Linked DNA regions of Oryctolagus cuniculus: region 1 is linked to region 2. Evidence: chromatin contacts called from public Hi-C data. All regions are on one chromosome and are shown on one strand. The core of a region is the stretch at or near the end of the contact, and the rest is flanking DNA. Distances in the headings are between cores, read along the strand shown. Region 1 has its middle 39 kb from the start of VPS54. Region 2 holds the start of PELI1 (pellino E3 ubiquitin protein ligase 1).

Region 1 (2,700 bases), core at 31-2,530, 100 kb after region 2:
CCAGTAACAAGTTAACCCAGGTTTCCCATATGGGTGGCAGGAGCCCAATTGCAGGAGCCATCAGTGCTGCTTCCCAGGGTCTGAAGTAGCAGAAAACTGCAGACAGAAATCACAGGCAGATATCAAACTCAGGTCCTCTTGTGAGGGATGCGGATGTCCTAACCAGTGTCTTAACCATGAAGCCAGGGGCCCACCTCACTTTAGTAGGTTTTTGTTTTATTTATTTATTTGAAAGGCAGAACAACAAAGAGAGACAGAGACAGAGAGATCTGGTTCACTTCTCAAATGTCCACTACAGGGGGCCAGCATTGTGGCATAGCAGGTAAAGTTGCCACCTGCAATGCTGGCATCCCATATGGGTGCCAGTTCAAATTCTGGCTGCTCCATTTCCCATCCAGCTCCCTGCTAATGTGCCTGGGAAAGCAGTGGAGGATGGATGAAGTGCTTGGCCCCTGCACCTGTGGAAGACCTGGATGAAGTTCTTGGCTCCTGGCTTTAGCCTGGCCCAGCTCCCACCATTGCAGCCATTTGGAGGAATGAACCAGCAAATGGAAGATCTCTCTCTCTCTCTCTCTCTCTCTCTCTCTCTGCCTCTGCCTCTCCTGTGTCCAACTCTGCCTCTCAAATAAATAAATAAATCCTTTTAAAAAATGTTTGGCTTTGAATTTTAAAATTGCATTATGCATGTTCGTGTAGAAAAGCTACGAAACACAGAGGAACAGCAAAACATGTTTTCAAAATCTCACCCAGAGAAAACAGCATTTTCCCATATATTATTTCTAGTCTTCATTTTCAATTTAAACGTATTTTGCTTTAAATTTGTACCCAAACAGACTTGTTTCTGTAAAGGTGAGCTTCTGAGAAACCGGCTTCCTTGTGCACACAGCAGATTCTGCTCTGGGGGAAGGAAGTGGCTCACATCCGGGCTAACAGGAGATCATTGTTGCACTATCAGAATTGGCATAAAGCCTTCCTCAGCCACAAAGGCAAGTATGTGACAGAGAATCTAAGAGTTGGGCCTGCCTGAGGGGAAAGTGGCTTAAAAAAACAGATTCTACTCACAAACAGAATATGCTAGACATTTTCATTGCCTTCTCTTTTAATTATTGCAACCCAAAAAGGTACAGGTTTTTATCTCAGTTGTTGCTTACAAGCCACCTTACCATGACTAAGCTATAAAGCCCCTCTCCGCACAGTGTCCTTATCTCTTAACCAGGAACAAGAACAGTACTGACCTCAATGGGTCCCTGCTAAGACCAGCGAGTTCTGACAACAGAGCTCTTAGTGTCTGGCCTGCCATAAAATGGTTTCAACAGATGTCAGCAGCAGTATTGTAGTGGTGGATCAGCCTAAGGATTATGTGAGGTCCTCTATTTAAAGTTCCTGCCACCTTTAGGTATTATTCTCACAATATTAGTATCACAGCGAGGGCTTTTTCTCACCCACTCACCTTTTCACTTGACAGCGTGTCCTGAGCTTTCCCTCGAGTCCCGTGCAATTCAGAACTTCCTCTGAGGATACTCAACGCTACCTGGTTGGGAGCCACTAGCCACATATGGCTATTCAGCACTTGAAATGTGGTTAGAGACTCGGAGAAAATAAATTTTTAGTTTTATTTAATTTAAGTTAATTTCAATAGTCATCATTAGTCTGTGTGTGCCTGCCGCTCTCCCTGTCTAATCAGTCCCCCTCTTTTCTTCAGGCACAAAGTAGATTCAACTGTAGGGATTTCAGGAAATGTTTCTTCAGGCACACTAAGTTTTGAATAACATCACTTTCTGCATAGCACCTTCTTGATGAGCGATAGGTACAATCCTACCTATCACTGAGAACAGAGAAACAAATTGGATTTATTTTCAATGTCAAGCTTTTCTGCGAAGCCTGGCTTTCCACTGAGCACTCTGCAAATTTGAATGCAAATAACTTAACCACCTTTAAAAAGTAATTGGCACTCAGTTTAAAAGGCTGTGTTACTGATCTGGAAGGAAAAGGGGTATTTCTGCTATTGAATGGTCCCCTCACAGTACACAGCAAGGTGATTCCTATCTGCTCCATCCTGAGTGTTGAAGGCAGAGTGTTGAGTGTTGAGTGTTGCTCAGAGCCCTATTCTGAATCTCAAGGTAATGCCTTCACCCACCATGCCTGGTGGTATCTGAACCTGACCAGATTCCATGAAGGCAGCCACTGAGTTACTCAAAAGCCAGCAGTTGGTGGGTCTGGGCCCCAGAAGCAAAGCTACACCTCCTTTTCCAGGACTCAGCGTCCCCGCTTCTTCTTCCTTCTGTGATAAAGCCAATGTCCACTTTAGGTCCTGGACACATCACTTGGCACATCAGGGAAAAGCTTTAAAATCAAAATCAGTTTTGTGTTAAGGTCAGACTGGCTTTTCCTTCTCTCCCGGGGAAAGGCTGCCACCTGCTGTAATGCATTAGCACTGGGCTTTTTCAAGGTCACCGAGCAACCGCTTCCCCTTAGAAAATTTATAAATGCACAACCCTACTTGCCTTCACCTCTGTGTATCAGGAGTGTAAAGAGGAGGGCAGATCAGGAGGCCTTAATGTCGGCTAAAGAGGCAAACTCATCCAGATGAATGGTGCCCAGAAGGCATGGTCATCACCCTACCTCTGAACATGGAAGCCTTCTTTCTTCTACACTCAGAAGCAATGTTTTCAAATGTGGTTCACAGCACTTGGCTTCAGA
Region 2 (2,700 bases), core at 39-2,538:
CCTAATAAAGTGCCTGCACATAGTAGACACCCAGTGTTTTCTGAATGAGGGAATCATGTAGTCTCCAAACACAAAAATTTCAGATCTTGAGACTCTATTTGAAAAGTGTGTCTGATTCCTAAGTATCTTTTCTCCAGGGTGTGGGGTTCTTGGTAGAGAAGGGAACAGAAGAGTTTAGGGCAGGTTGCCTTTAGTCCTCTGGAGGACTAATAATAAGTCCTTTCTCCAGCCTTCTCGCCACCACCCATTCATACCTGGGTGCCCCAAATGGGTGTAGACTCAGCTGACCAGCCCAACCACATACTCATACCTTCATTCAGACTCCTCTCGTAGCCAAATGAAAGTCAGCCAGCATATATATGTAGTGAACAACTTTCAACTTCTCACTTCCTTTGAACTTACAGGTACTTTGCAAAATTTGTATGCCTTAACAATTGAAGCCTTTAAAATGAACACATCTGGATTATTTTACATGGATCCAGTAAAATACAGGGATCTTAATTCTGAAGTTTACCTCTGCTGCTCTTTAAAATTAGATGTGACTATCTGAACAAAAAAATTATGTTCCTATCAGTTTCATAATCGAACCGTTAAATTCCTGGAAACAGCCACATTTCAATATCTTCAGAAATCTGAACAAAAGACAGAGGATTCACTTGAAAGAAAGAGATGTCGGTGATTTAGGGTTTGCGGAAGAAAGCTGAGCTGAAAGACCGAGAGGTAGTAGTCGGATTTTACTGGACACTTGTGAGTGGTGAGGCTCTCGGAGCCGAGGGCCGGATCCCCAACAGCACCGAAATACAACATGAGCCTTGTTTAGTCAACAGCAGCACCGAACACGCAGGCTTAGTCCATTGGTGACCATGGTAACGGCGGCCCCCCCAACCTCCCCCAGAGCATGCTCAGTGCGGAGCGAGACCGGCCGCGTCCCCCACAACAATGTATCCCTTTTTCCCTCAGCCAAAGAACTACAATTCCCAAGAGTCCCCCCGGTGTCGCGTCGCCGCCTCCCGCTGTGGCCCGGCCCCTGGTCCCTCCCTCACGCCCCGCCCTCCCGCTAGTCCCCTCCCCTCCCTCCGAGTGTGTGTCAGTGACCCAGAGGCGGTGTGAGGCAGAGGGACCGTCGGGGGGCGCCGCTGCCGCCGCCTCCACCAGTAGCAGCTCCAGCCGTGCGGCAAGGTCGGATTTGTCGCGAGCCCTCAGGGAACGCACCACAAAGCGGGCCCCGCGCCTCGCCCTCCGTCCGCGGCTCCTCAGCGCTCGGCTTCGCGGTCAACTTCCCCTCACGGGGCTCGGTTGGCTGGCTCGAGAGGCAGGCGGCGGCGGCACGCCGGGCTGTCTGCTCGCGCCCCCCGCGCACACGCACTTCGCCCCCTCGCTGCGGGTCCTGGGGGCCGTGCTGGCATTCGGGCCACCAGCGATTGTCCGGTGAGTGCGGCCGCGGGGCGTCGCGGGAGGGATCGCGGCGGGTCGGCGAGGGGTGCGGGGAAGGCGGGCGCGCAACTTCCTCGGCGGCTTTTCCCGGCGGCCAGCGCCGGCTCTCCCCTCCCGCCTGCGCGCCCCCGCGCCGCGCGGGGAGGCGGCGGGGAGCGGAGTGTGCGGCGCCTCCATCCCGCGCCCTCGCGGGAGGAAGCGCCTTTGTCAGGAGCGGCCGGGCGCGCCCTCCCCCACCGCCTGGGAGCCGGGCGCGCGGCGGCCAACTCGGAGCCCCGCGCTCGGCGCCCCGCGCCCGGCTGCGGGAGGGGACCCCGACGGGTGGCGGGGAGGGAGCTGGAAATGAAAGAGAAACAAAGGGGGCAGTGGGTTTCTCTTTTGTGTGTGCAATTCTGATAACTTCTTTTGCTTCCTTACATAACGCAGACTTCCAAGTTAGTCATTCTCTTTATTGTTGTGATTATTGTCATCATCTCTGCGTGTCTCTCCCATCTCCTTTCATCTCTGGATCTCAGTGCGTTTTGAAAACAATAATTAATTTCACCTCCGGGGCCCTTACGACCCGAGTTAAGAGGCCCGTTTCCGAAAGTGGGTAAACTGAGGCCCGGGAAAGGTCTCTAATTGATGGATAACGCTTGATCTGCCGCGCCTGGTGTCTTGAGGATCTGAAAGCATTTATGAGTAATAACTCGTCCTCCAGTGCCCCGTGGAAAAGTTAAAGATGCTCGTTTTACTTACAGGTTAGCCAACGTCTGAAAGAAGCCGGAGTAATTGTTAGGTAGTTCAAACAATAATTCTGACGTAGTGTTTGAATCTTACAGCCTCAAAGGACTCCTTGAAAATACTCCGAGTGGGGAAAGTACTGTAAATCATACATTCTCTTGTCCGTCTACTTTTATTTTTGTACTAACCAACCGGGAGAGCACTGGTGGGGGAAGGAAGGGGTCGAGTGTTTTAAATGTACATTTAACAGATTTTAATCACTACACTCAAGGAAGTGTGTGCTGGTTCTGACAGCAGCACCAGTCTTCCCACCGGTTAGTCATCAAGCTGTTTATCAACAAATGTTATTGAGCGCCTTATCCGTAGGGTGCAGGTTGTGCTAAGAACGGAATCTTTAAGTTTATGAAAAGGTCATCTTTTAGTTTTGCTCCAGAGGCTGTTTACTTTTTCTTTCTCTGCCAAATGTTACTTTGTTTTCATAGCAGGTGGTCTTTTGTTTCAAAAATGGCATTGTCTTCTTTTTCTGCCTTGAATCTCTATTTC

Evidence for each region. Hi-C and Micro-C count contacts between places; a contact is called where the count stands out from the background.
Region 1: a Hi-C map of psoas muscle shows a contact between it and region 2, with 3 times the contacts expected there. The contact joins the enhancer-like site here to the promoter of PELI1 in region 2. A contact is called at or near these places in 2 of 6 Hi-C or Micro-C datasets (psoas muscle and an unstated tissue).

Annotation. Positions count from the first base shown.
Region 1 is chr2:138,742,486-138,745,185 of mOryCun1.1, forward strand. No RefSeq gene overlaps it. Among named protein-coding and RNA genes, the nearest start is that of VPS54, 39 kb to the right of the region's middle. Within about 2 kb of position 1,281, at least 2 of the 8 cell types and tissues checked have an H3K27ac peak or open chromatin away from gene starts, as enhancers often do.
Region 2 is chr2:138,642,533-138,645,232 of mOryCun1.1, forward strand. PELI1 (pellino E3 ubiquitin protein ligase 1) reads left to right here and starts at 1,289. Exons shown (of 7, transcript XM_017340733.3): 1 at 1,289-1,428.